3 separate regions of the Mus musculus genome follow, and regions 1 and 3 are each linked to region 2. A link is a contact called in public HiCAR-type and HiChIP or PLAC-seq data. All regions are on one chromosome and are shown on one strand. The core of a region is the stretch at or near the end of the contact, and the rest is flanking DNA. Distances in the headings are between cores, read along the strand shown. Region 1 has its middle 23 kb from the start of Gm35039. Region 2 has its middle 8.2 kb from the start of Gm34576. Region 3 has its middle 46 kb from the start of Gm35039.

What was found. HiCAR-type assays count read pairs that join an accessible place to other places. HiChIP or PLAC-seq counts read pairs in DNA pulled down with a chosen protein or histone mark.
Region 1: a contact with region 2 is called in a HiCAR-type map of astrocytes, with 9 times the contacts expected there. The contact joins two enhancer-like sites. A contact is called at or near these places in 1 of 484 Hi-C or Micro-C datasets (bone marrow-derived macrophages) and 2 of 115 datasets of contacts at active chromatin or transcription factors (astrocytes and pancreatic cancer cells).
Region 3: an H3K4me3 HiChIP or PLAC-seq map of bone marrow-derived macrophages shows a contact between it and region 2, with 6 times the contacts expected there. The contact joins two enhancer-like sites. A contact is called at or near these places in 1 of 15 datasets of contacts at CTCF or cohesin (the NIH/3T3 cell line), 1 of 484 Hi-C or Micro-C datasets (embryonic stem cells), 6 of 115 datasets of contacts at active chromatin or transcription factors (bone marrow-derived macrophages, a colorectal cancer cell line, embryonic basal ganglia and 3 more) and 1 of 9 other capture datasets (embryonic stem cells).

What each region holds. Positions count from the first base shown.
Region 1 is chr3:65,903,570-65,907,604 of GRCm38.p6, forward strand. No RefSeq gene overlaps it. Among named protein-coding and RNA genes, the nearest start is that of Gm35039, 23 kb to the right of the region's middle. Within about 2 kb of position 2,407, at least 112 of the 459 cell types and tissues checked have an H3K27ac peak or open chromatin away from gene starts, as enhancers often do. A contact at or near this core is called in astrocytes, bone marrow-derived macrophages and pancreatic cancer cells, where this site is marked.
Region 2 is chr3:65,439,198-65,443,203 of GRCm38.p6, forward strand. No RefSeq gene overlaps it. Among named protein-coding and RNA genes, the nearest start is that of Gm34576, 8.2 kb to the right of the region's middle. Within about 2 kb of position 2,619, at least 174 of the 459 cell types and tissues checked have an H3K27ac peak or open chromatin away from gene starts, as enhancers often do. A contact at or near this core is called in astrocytes, bone marrow-derived macrophages and pancreatic cancer cells, where this site is marked.
Region 3 is chr3:65,880,044-65,884,089 of GRCm38.p6, forward strand. No RefSeq gene overlaps it. Among named protein-coding and RNA genes, the nearest start is that of Gm35039, 46 kb to the right of the region's middle. Within about 2 kb of position 2,273, at least 4 of the 459 cell types and tissues checked have an H3K27ac peak or open chromatin away from gene starts, as enhancers often do. A contact at or near this core is called in bone marrow-derived macrophages, where this site is marked.

The sequences.
Region 1 (4,035 bases), core at 1,157-3,656, 460 kb after region 2:
GTGGAATCCTGCAGAAGAGGGGGAAGAAAGATTGTAGGAGCCAAAGCGGTCAAGGACATCACAAGAAAGCCTACAAAATCACTAACCTGGGTCCACCAGGGTTCATAGGACTGAACAGCCAACCAAGGAGCTTGCATGGGACTGGCCTAGGCCCTCCGTACATAGGTTATAGTTGTGTAGCTTGGTCTTCCTAACAGTAGGAGCTGACTCTGTTGCTTGCCTTTGGGACCCTTTTCCCCTACTGGGCTGCCTCATCTAGCCTCAATAGGAGAAGATGCACCTAGTCTTTCTCCAACCTGACATACCGGGGTTGGTTGATATCCATGGGAGGCCTCCACTTCTCAGAAGAGAAAGGCAGAAGGAATGGATGGTTAGGAGGGGTAGTGGTGGGTGAGAAACTCAGAGGAGAGGAGGGAGGGGAGACAGAAGTCAGGAGGCAAATTAATTAATTAATAAAACAATATCATTTGCCACATTGAGTTATGTCCCTCAAAAATAAGGTTTTTTATTTATTTATTTTTTTATTTTTTTTTTTTTTTTGGTTTTTTAAAAAAGCCTTTTCCAAAGCAAACAGAGCTATGATTGTTCTCCTTAGAAAGGGCTGAGGTACAGGCTGTTTTTAAAGGAATGAACTCCCTGAAGGGTTTCTGAAATCTGAGTCAATTTTAAAAATTCCTTCTGCATGTTGCTTGTTAGGACCAAAGCAACTGTATAAAATCAGGAGCCGTGTAAGCCCCAGTCCTAACCCTGTCCTGTCAAACTGCCACAGGGGTTTTCCTCGGTGTCAAGCCAAAACATAAACAAACAGGTTAAAGATAACATAGTAAGATTGTAAAGAGTGGGAACAGCCCACTGAAGCATTCTATAACGTCGTAGCTGCCCCTTGATTTAATTTTGTTGGCTTTCAAAGTAACATAAACCTAGTGGTCTCTTTCTTGGTCAGTTGCATAGCTTGCTCATGTTCCAGGCTTTTTAGATGCAGAAGTATTTTCCCCTTCCAAGCATCTTGTGACACTTCCATCCCCTTACCTAACAGGGTGGCTGGATTTATTTAAGAGGATTTTGAAGTTGATCCCTTTTATATAACTCAGAAGACCGAGTAACAGAAAAGAGCAAAGGAGAGAAGATGTCAGGGAGAGAGATTACAAACACGAGCTTCGCCTCGGAGGTGCTCTCTAAACAAGGAGAGGTCAAAGGTGCTCTTAACGGACAGACAGAGCTGGAGTGTGAGGAGCAGGTTAGCTTACATCCATTCATCAAGGGTTAAGCTTTAAGCCTAAGAGCTTTGGGTGAGTCATGGCCAGAATTTGGCAAAGAAATGCAACACCTTATCTCTAATCAGCCCTGCCTCAAAATAGCTCTGTCTTCCCTCAGGCAGAGACTCATCATCCCAGCTAAGCACAGTGCATCGAGGTGCTGAGCCCCACTTAATCAGAAAGTCTAGCTGTGCATGTTATTCATCTCTTGCACAAAGTTAGCTCGCTCTCTCCTTCTCTCTCACTCTCTCCCTCTCTCTCTCTCTCTCCCTCTCTCTCTCTCTCTCCCCCTCTCCCTCCCTCTTCCCCTCCTCCCCCTCCCCCTCCCCCTCCCCCTCCCCCTCCCCCTCCCCCTCTCCCTCTCCCTCCCTCTCAGTGGAGCAATGCATAATTTAGCAGAGCTGAAAATGACTTGCACAGATTCAGGATATCAGGCAGGAAAGAACCTTCCAACTTTCCTGGGCTGACACTTCTTCATTCTACAGATGGGAAGACTGAGACCCAGAGATAAAGGCTGTGCCCAAGAACACACAGTCAGTTGGCAGGGGTGAGGGAGACCTTCTCCAACAGGAAATTAGCAGCGCGGATGAGGGAGACATTCTCTTTCTCCTGGCTGTGCTGCTAAACTCTGGAAAAAAAAAAAAAAAAAAAAAACCCTGGTCCATTTTCCTTCCGTTGTTAAGGAAGTCATCAATGCTGCCAAGAGTTTCCAAATCAACACTCTTCCAGGCAGCACTTATTAAACTCTCACTGGGGCCTCTCAAACCTCTGTTTCTAGCTTCATGATCCAGACAGCATTTGATTGTTTGTTCATTTCACATTTGAGATTGGGATAGATAGTCTACTGCAGTTTCTTTCTTTCTGCTGGAAGAGAATGTAACAAACAGGAAGTTAAAGTTCTTGTGGGGTGAGGCTCAGACAAAAATGCCCACTGGCATTATCAGCTGCTTCCCCCTAACACACACACACACACACACACACACACACACACACACACACACACACCCAAACGCCCTCACCCCAGCACCAAGCATGAACAACACTCAGGCTAGTTCTGACTCGGGATTTGACCTCCTAGAGGCCATCTACAGAGGATGGCTCGGCAGGAACATTCCCCCCCAGCAGTTCCCCTCCCACCATTTGTACCCTGTGCCCACTGAGAACTCTTCACACAATCTGGGCCTTGTCCAGGCTGTCTGAGGCACACAGAGTCTAAGGCACAGGGCTTGCAAAAGGCTGCTGGAAACTGAACGGGATAATGGAGATTTAGAATTCAGACAGTTCCAGGGCTGGAATGTGCTGCTAGGAAAATGCCTGGCTCCAGCTAGCTTCAAGCAGTTTTGTTTCAGGTTGTTACTATCCAAGACGTTGTGTCCAAGACTAAAGAGAAATAGAACACTAAGGCGCAGGAAATCGGATTTCAACTCCCTCCCATTTCTCGGTGATTGTTGTCTCTTGAGCGTTCCCATTTGTTTTTTGCCTGAGTCACTCTGGATGGACTTATCGAAGCTCTTGAGTGGAAATTGGTCCCTAGTTGTTCCTCGATGTGGGCGTTATCTCTTCTAGGAAAACTCCAGCCTTCCTCCTAAAGACCCCAAGCCCTCTAACTCCCACTAGACTTCCTACTGAAAGCTGAACAAATGGCAGGCGCTTAATAAATTCCTAAAAAATTCATGGTCAGCATCATGTTGCCTAGACCTGTTTCAACCAATTCCATGCAGAACTCATGTCCTAATCATGAAGAAACTACCAGACAAAATAGTGGAGACCCAAGGTTCACACACACTGCACAACAGAGCCAGACCTCAGGCCCACAATTTCTAAAAGGATATCTGGTTTTCACTCATCTTCTGTCAAAATACACATAAAATATAGTGCTAAAGATATTTAAGTGAAAGTCAGTAGAGAGTGAAACAGTACTAGGATATTGTGGAGGGGACTTTACAGTACAGTCAATTAAAACAAATTAAAAAAAGTAAAACCAGAAACAAACAAAAAACCAGGAATCAGGCATGTGGTGCACAGAACCAATCCACAGTAAATTGCAAGACAGTCCGGTTATGTCGAGAAACCTTGTAGCAAAAAAAGAAAAAAAGAAAAGAGAAGAGAAGAGAAGAGAAGAGAAGAGAAGAGAAGAGAAGAGAAAAGTAGAGGGGAGGGGAGGGGAGGGGAGGGAAAGGAAAGGGGGGAATAAAAGCTTTAAATGCTGTATCCCCAAGCTTACTACAATTTTTAAAATTCTAAAAACACTTCCTGAAAATTATGCTCTTGTCAAAGTCTCTATTTTTAAAACATGAGTTCGATCATAGTTGTTTAATCAGAATAAAAACAGGTTCTTTTTAGCTGAGACCTAAACCTGGGAGGTAAATCAGTACTTAGGATAAAAGCCATGAGGCTTTTTGGTCTAGTCCATGCAACACTAACTCGGAACTCTCTCACCACTCACTAGAACTTGAATGTGACATGTTCCTGAAAGTCCACATGCCCAGCTAGCAAATGTAGATTCAAATGCAGGGTCTGGGTTAAGGCCAAGATTGATCCATGGAAACGTGAGAGATATGCAGTAAGCACTATACAGTGCCTACTAGGTACACAGAATGGTTCTGGTGAGTTTCTTGTTTCCCCTTCAGATAACTGTGAAACCTTAGGTACATGGTACTAATCAATATGGTATGTTTTGAACACCAAACTTTTGGTGCCAGGAACCTTGACAGATATATGTCTCGATAGTTAACCCTTGTGCAATTCTTTGTGCTTAAGAAGTGAGGTCTAGGGAGCA
Region 2 (4,006 bases), core at 1,369-3,868:
AACACGCTCACTGTGGCAACAGCACCCATATTTTGGTTTGTTTTAATTAAAGGTAAAAGGGAGACTGGAAACTGATCCAGGTGCATGCTAGGAAAGCCACATACCTAAGACTCGTAAGCATTTTCAGTCACATCATGTAGACTCCATCTTCATGCAGATTGATAAATAGTCTTCATTTTGAGGGCCAGGGTTTGGGACCTAGGGCCCTTTCTTTGCCATGTTCTATTGCTACACCCTCAGTCCAATTCTTTACTTTTCAAAATCACTCAACACCAACTTTATGCTACGATTGAGTTTCTCCGGAGAGTGGCCTCAAAGGATGGCTTTAATGATTTATAAGGCACATTTTAAACTTACATTTCTTACTTATGCCTAAATATATTATAATGGAATGAGTATGGCAAAGTTTATAATACCTGTGATATTGAGGTTTTTATTTTCAAAATTGTGTTCATTTTATTTTTATGCGTATGAATGTTTTGCCTGCATGTATATATGTGTACCGCATATGTGCCTGATGCACATGACAGTCAGAAGAGGGTCCCAACCTCCTGGAACTGAAGTTATGGACCTCTTCATATCTTATTTGTAGGAATAGACTAAACATCTTTTTTTTTTTTTTTCAATTAAGATGATTCAAGCCGGGCGGTGGTGGCTCACGCCTTTAATCCCAGCACTCGGGAGGCAGAGGCAGGCAGATTTCTGAGTTCGAGGCCAGCCTGGTCTACAGAGTGAGTTCCAGGGCAGCCAGGGCTATACAGAGAAACCCTGTCTCAAAAAAACCAAAAAAACCAACCAACCAACCAAACAAACAAAAAAACAACAAAAAAAATGATGATTCAAAATATGTATCAAGTAAATAAGGATGCAGATGGAACATAGATATGGGGAAATATTATATTCATAGTACAAAATCATTCAAGTTTTGTCTTACTATTTAAAGATGTTGTAAAATATAAAAAGCAGTAAGCAGAAAGTATATGTTATAGACTTATAAAGCAGTGTTGTCTCCACAGTGACAAGGTGGGGTGAAGAACCAGGGATACTGTAATTCAGTATGCAGCACATCTAGGGCGGCTTTGAGACCCTGTATTTCAAAGAAGCATGTATGGAATGCTGACACTGCTGAGCCCAAGCCACAGTTGTAGTATCAGCGTTTAAATCATAAATGTAGTTTAAAGTAATAGTATACTATTAACTTAGTAGTATAAGGTGATAGTAATACTAGATACTAGCTTTTGAGTTCTCTTCTGAGTTCTAGAAGGGTACTTTTCCAGTGGTTATTTATTATCTCTGTCTTTCTGACTGTCTCTCTCTCTCTCTCTCTCTCTCTCTTTCTGTATGTATGTCTGTGTGTCTGCATGTCTGTCTGTCTATGTCCCTGGAGGCTACAAGAGGGTGTCAGATCCCTTCGAGCTGGAGTTACAGGCAGTTGTAAGCCACCAACTTGGATGCTGGGAATCAAACTCTTGGTCCTCTCCAAGGGTAGCAAGTGCTCAGAGCCCACTGAGCCATTTTCCAGTCCCTCTTCCAGGTAGACATTAAATTTATTGCTAGTCACAGAAATTTTGAGAAAAAGAATTCCATTTTAATAAAATCAAAATGACTAATAGTTCGGCTTTTCATCACAATCCTCCAGCCTCTCCATACACTAAGACAGAGCCGAAGTGGGATGATCTGGCCTTTCATTCCCATTATTACTTTATTATTATTTTTTTTAATAAAAGCAAAGCAGTCACGCCAGAGGCCCTGAAAGATGGCCTTTGCGTGGGCCAGTGCAGGTTCTCAGCATGTGCTCTGTTCCCATGTCCTGTCTGTGACCTCATTGTGAGACAGAAAATAATCTGGTCCAGGGATCAAAGCCTGAAATGTATTCTCATTTCCCCACATTCAAAACAAAGCAACTCCGGGCAAAGGATGAATTTCTATCCCATGGTTCTGATGAATAAAAAAAAATACAAAACTCAAACCCAATCTGGCACAACAATATATTCTTAAAGTAGATACCAATGATCAGTGACTTAAAAATAAACATTCATGCGTGTTTCTGTACATAAACTCATAGTCATATGTATACAGATGTTAGCATTTATAACAGATTCAAGCTGCCTATAAGGGAATTAAAATGCAATTAAAATGCAAATACTACTAGTTCACTTCCACATGTGCGCTAACTACTTCACCTTTATATGGTCCTTGTTTTTGTAAAAATTTCAAAGTTTCTAGTTAATCATAAAGCCAAAACAAACAAACAAAAAACAAAACCAACAAAATAAATAAAGAAGATTAGGAATCTTCTGTTGCCAGTCACAGGGTAACAGGCTCCTTCACCTGGTTGAACTGCAGATTTCAAAAATACCTAGCAGTTTAGGGTTCCATCTGCCTGCTCAGTTGGATCTGTTTTGTTTTGCTTAATCGGGGAAATGCCCATATAATCTGCGTATCTGGCATCCCTTGAAAAATCAGGCCTGGCAACACTGGGCACAGATTCCTGCTTGAGCTGCAGTTTCTAGCCCCTGAGGACAGCCATCCCTGCCGACTTCCCCAGCAGGCTTCACTCAGCCTGTCTGGCCCTGGGGGCTAGAGTTTAGAATCGCTCATTTATAAGTAGGGTTTGTGAACAGCCAACATTCACTGTCCTCATTACCATCCCGGGGAAAATCTGGCCAAGTAACTACACTGGAACACTGAGAAGCAGTTTCCTCTCAGCAAAGTGAAAGCAGCTGGCTCACCCAGCTTGGCTCGTTGGGTTTGTGGGAGCTGGGTGTACCCTCATTTAAAGACTTCACATGCCTCAGATGTGCAAGCGACAAATCCGCTGTGTCCACTCCACTTCCCAAACTCTGCAGCTGGTCTTTAGTTGGTAGACTCTTGGCTCAGTCCCTGGGAGACTCATTTCAAGTGCTTAGAGAGGCACCCGTGGTGGTCCAGTTTGCTAGGCCAGTCTTCTGTCCAGGTTGCTAGTGGTTAGAGCCGAAGATCCCCTGAGCCAAAGGGTCGAAAGAATGAATAAGGCACATGGCAAAGAGAGATGTTATCTGGAGAATCAAGTTATGTCTTATAAAATAACAGAGTATTTCTCATTTTAGAGGTGAGGAACAGCCCAGCCCTCTGAGCTTTTATTTATGCAATAAATATTTATTAGACACCAACTTTGTGTTACTCATTGTGATGAACTGGAAACGCAGTAATGACTAGGCTTGGCCCCTGCCCTGGAGAAGTTCATAGGGGAGGGAATTAATCTGCATACTTATAATTCCACAGCAATGTGGGAAGTGACTGGCACCAGCTTAGCGGTGGGCGGAGTTAGAGATCAGTGCTTCAGAACTGGCTAGAAGACTCTACAATATTCCCACCTGATTCCATTCTCTGTCTTGAAACTTACAAAAACAGATTTTTAAAAAAATGTTCTATCACCCACCCCACCCCCCAAACTACCCACACCAAGAAGAGGTACCAAGGCGAGTGGGAGCCCACAGGGAATCCCCAGAGCTTGTGATATCAGGGTTGGGTGGGCACACCCATCCTGGGCTCTGTTGGATGCAAAGGGGCCACTGCTACTCAGCTAGAAACTAGAATTGTTTTAAACATTCATTTTTAAAGTTAGAATTCAAAAACAGTTTAAAAACCCAATATGGATACATTTAAAATAAACTCTCACTGGGAAGTTAAGTTCCTTAGTCTTTGAACTTCACCAGAAGTCTCCCTAAACCTCCTACGCTTTGGGAAATTGAATACATTGTAAACTTGAACACATTCTTAAAAAAGAATCCTCTTAAAGACATAAGTGACTGAGAAACAGTTTGTCTCTCCCGAATCTAATTCTTATGATTCTGATTCACCGCAGGTACTCTGACTTTAAGTCGCCACCGGTCCCTGGCACTTGTCATTTACTTCCAGGCTGGTTTTGCTGCCGTGCCCGGCCGGGTGACTTATCTTTCACTGTCTGCAAAGATTTCCTTCTCTGTTACTCACAGGTGTCCTGTTTGCCCTGCCCAGATTGAGC
Region 3 (4,046 bases), core at 1,023-3,522, 440 kb after region 2:
TACTGGAATCTTTACTGGAATCTTTAAGTTCTGCGTGATAAATGGGGAAACAAATGGGAATTTGTTGATGGTCCCCCCCCCCGTCTTTTTTTTTAAACTGGAAAAAAAACCCAATATATTCTGATCATAATTTTTCCTTCCTCATCTCCTCCCTCACCCTCCCTACCTCCTCACCCATCCAACTCTATGCTTTCTTTCTCTCTCACTAGTAAAACAAGCAAATTTTAAAAAAGAATAAAACCAAGTGAACAAACAAAAAGGAAAAAGAAAGAAAGAGGATGAGAAGCACACACGCATGCAGACACACACAAAATCCATAAAAACACAAAAGCCCAAACAAAGCAATGTGTACCTTTGACTTTGCTTCGTGTTGACCATCTTGTCCTGGCCATGGGGCCTGCCCTTAAGTGTGGTTTGTATATCCAGAGACTCCCTTGGAGACACTAATTTTTCCTTTGCAAGCAATTGTCAATTGGAAACAACTTCTTGGTCAGGGATGGGAGTTCATATCCATCTCCCCATCTTAGTGCAGGGATCTCATCTGGTTTGGATTTGTGTAGGCTGTAAGCATTCTGCCACAGTCCCGATGAGTTCATTTATGTGTCAGTCCTGTTGTGTCTGGAAAACACAGTTTACTTGATATCATCCACCCCTCCAGCTCTTAGAGTCTTCCTGAGTCCTGGGGTGGGGGTGGGGTGATGAAGACATCTCATTTAGGACCAAGTCTTCCAATGTCTCTGCACATTGTCCAATTAAGGGTCTCTGTATTGGTTCCCATCTCCTGGAAGTTTCTCTGATGATGGCTAAGTGAGATGCTGATCTATGAGTACAACAGAAGTCATTAGAAATCATTTTATTGCTGTGTTCCTTTACCAGAACAATTGGTTTCCCCTTAGGTCCATTGCCTATCAAGGCTCAGGTTCTTGGCCACTCTGACAGTGTCAGGCATGGGTCTCATCTCATGGACTAGGCCTTAAGTCCAATCATAGACTGGTTGGGGACTCCCACAACTTTTGTGCCCTAGTGTATTATGCAGACAGATCACCATTGTAGACTGCAGGGTTTGTAGCTGGATTGGCATTTACTCTCTTCAGGTATCATGCACAGTACCTTCCAGTACCATGAATACTATTCAGTACAGGCGAAGGCTCTAGTTAGATACCAACCTGATTCACCATGTTCAATGAGATATGCATTGTCTTTCAGTCTCCATCCCCCACCTCTCTTGAACTGTATATGCCATCTCCTCTTCCTTGGGAGATCCTACCCCATCCTAGTTTACTATATACCTACAATATACTCTATGATCTCTGTGGTTGTACTGATAGTAGCATATCTAGTGAAGGCTTAAATGCTAACATCCATACATAAGATATTCTCTTAAACATATCATATTTGTCTTTGGAGGTCTGGGTTACCTCACTCAGGATGATCTTTGTCTAGCTCCATCCATTTACTTACAAATTACATAATTTGGTATTTTTTTAACAGCTGAATAACATTCCATTATATAAAGGTACCACCTTTTAATTGCACATTCACCCACTGATACAGATCTAGGCTGTTTCTAATTCCATGCTATTATGACTAGAGCAGTAATGAGCGTGAATGAACAAGTGTCTGTAGTAGAGTGGAGAGTTCTTTGGGTATATGCCCCAGAGTACTATAGTTGGATCTTGAAGTATATTTATTCCCAGCCACATAAGTTTACACTTCCATCAGCAACAAGTGAGTGTTCGTCTTACCCCACACCCTTGCCAGTATGAGCTGTCATTTGTTTTATTAATCTTGGCCAATCTGGCCAAGATAAAAATCTTGAAGTAGTTTTGATTTGCATTTCCCTGATGACTAAGGGTGTTGGGCATTTCTTTGTTTCTCATCCATTTGTGTTTTATCTTTTGAGAAGCCTTTGCTTAGTCTGTACCCCATTTTTAAGTTGGGTTATTTGTTTTCTTGATATCTAGGGTGGTGGTAGTGGTTCTTCTCCTTCCCCTCCCCTCCCCACCCCTCCCCTCCCCCCTCCTTCTTCTCTCTCCTCCTTCTTCCTCTTCTTCCTCCTCCTTCCTCCTCCCGTTCCTCCTTCCTCCTCCCCCTCCTCCTTCCTCCTTCTCCTTTTTCTTCTTTAAATATTTTAGATACTAACCTTATATCAGATGTGTAATTGATAAATATCCATTCCCATTCTGCTTTGTCAGGATGGTGGTGTCACACTGCTCTAGCCCTGTGCCTCCCTGCTGTCATGCGCTCAACCATGATGAGCATGGACTCACCCTCTGAAACTGTAAGTTCCCATTAATGCTTTCTTCTGTAACTCTCCTTGGTCCCAGTGTCTCTTCACCACACTGGAAAAGCAACTAACACAGATTCATTTGAAAGATATGAAATACAGCCAGTGATAGTGACTCACACCTTTGAACTCAGCACTCGGAAGGCAAATGCAAAGGCAGTCAGATCTCTCTGAGTTCAAGGCCAGCCTGGTCTACAGAGTGAGTTCCGGGACACCCAGAGCTACACAGAGAAATGCTATCTCAGAAAACAAAAAGGTAAAACAGAGGGTGGGGTAGAGGGGTGAAGGATGTGACTGGACTCAAGTCCTGTCTTGTTCCAGCATCATGTTGTAGACCAAAAGACCTAAACAGGTAGAAAAACAGGAAGGAAAACAGCAAGCACTGAAAGTTGAAGAGAAACACAGCCAGATCTCTGTGCTGGACACCCAGAAGTCGGCAGAAGCTTGAGCCAGATCTGAGGAAGCAGGATGCTTCTGAGGAAGGGCATTAGAAAGGAGCCTTGCAGCAAAATGAGTGGATAGCTGCCAGTGTGTTACCAGCTGGTCTACCCTGTAGTTAGAAACAACTTTTTATAATACAGAAAATCGCAACGGATCTTCCAGAAGGAAACTACCCACAGGTCTCTGGAAGTTAGAGTCTTTGATTTTATAACATTATGAAGACCATCTGAGCTGGCTAATGTATGTCTACTTGACACAAGCTAGAGTCATCAGAGAAGAGGAAAACCTCAACTAAGAAAAAAATAGGCTGTAGGCAAGCCTATAAGGCATTTTCTTAAGTAGTGATGGGTGGTGTGTGTCTAGACCATTGTGGGTGGGGCCATCCCAAGGGCTGGTGGTCCTGATTTCTATAAGAAAGCAGGCTGAGTAAGCCATGAGGAGCAAGTTAGTAAACAGCACCTCTCCATGACCCCTGCGTCAGCTCCTACCTCCAGGTTTCTCCCTTGTTGGAGTTCCTGTCCTCACTGCTTTTGATGATGAATTGTTATACCAAACCATAGTGAAACAAACACTTTCCTCCTAAGTTGATTTTGATAATGGTGTCTCATCATAGCAATAGTAACCCTAACTAAGACACATCCAAATCTCTCCTTGAGATTTTCACCACCACTGGTCTCAGGGTATGTGTCCTGATCATCTATTTCTTGGATAATTATTTACTATGTTCTAAAGGTATGCAAACCAACATATGCAAATGTATTGATGTTAACACTGGGTAGCCAGAACTAGTGCTCATTCCAAACTATGAGAAAGATCCTGCTGGGTGGTGGTGGCGCACGCCTTTAATCCCAGCACTTGGGAGGCAGAGGCAGGTGGATTTCTGAGTTCGAGGCCAGCCTGGTCTACAGAGTGAGTTCCAGGACAGCCAGGGCTACACAGATAATCCCTGTCCCCGGAAAAAAAAGAAAGAGAGAGAGAGAGAGAGAGAGAGAGAGAGAGAGAGAGAGAGAGAGAGAGAGTCCCACAGAGACAGGAAAAGGCACAAGTATACATTGGCCTTGCTCTATCCTGGATCTTTCTTTTTTCTCCAGAAGATTTATTTTTATATAACATGTCTATCTGTCTGTCTGTCTGTCTGTCTGTCTGTCTGCTTATAAAAGCCAGAAGAGATTGTCTGATAGTCTGAAGCAGAAGTTGCATGTGGTTGTTAGCTCCCTGACATGGGTGCTGGGAACAAAACTCAGGTCATCTGGAATTGCAGAAAGCACCAAGACATTTCTACCCCTGTACTGTGCTTTCGTAGTCATGGGCTCTCGTT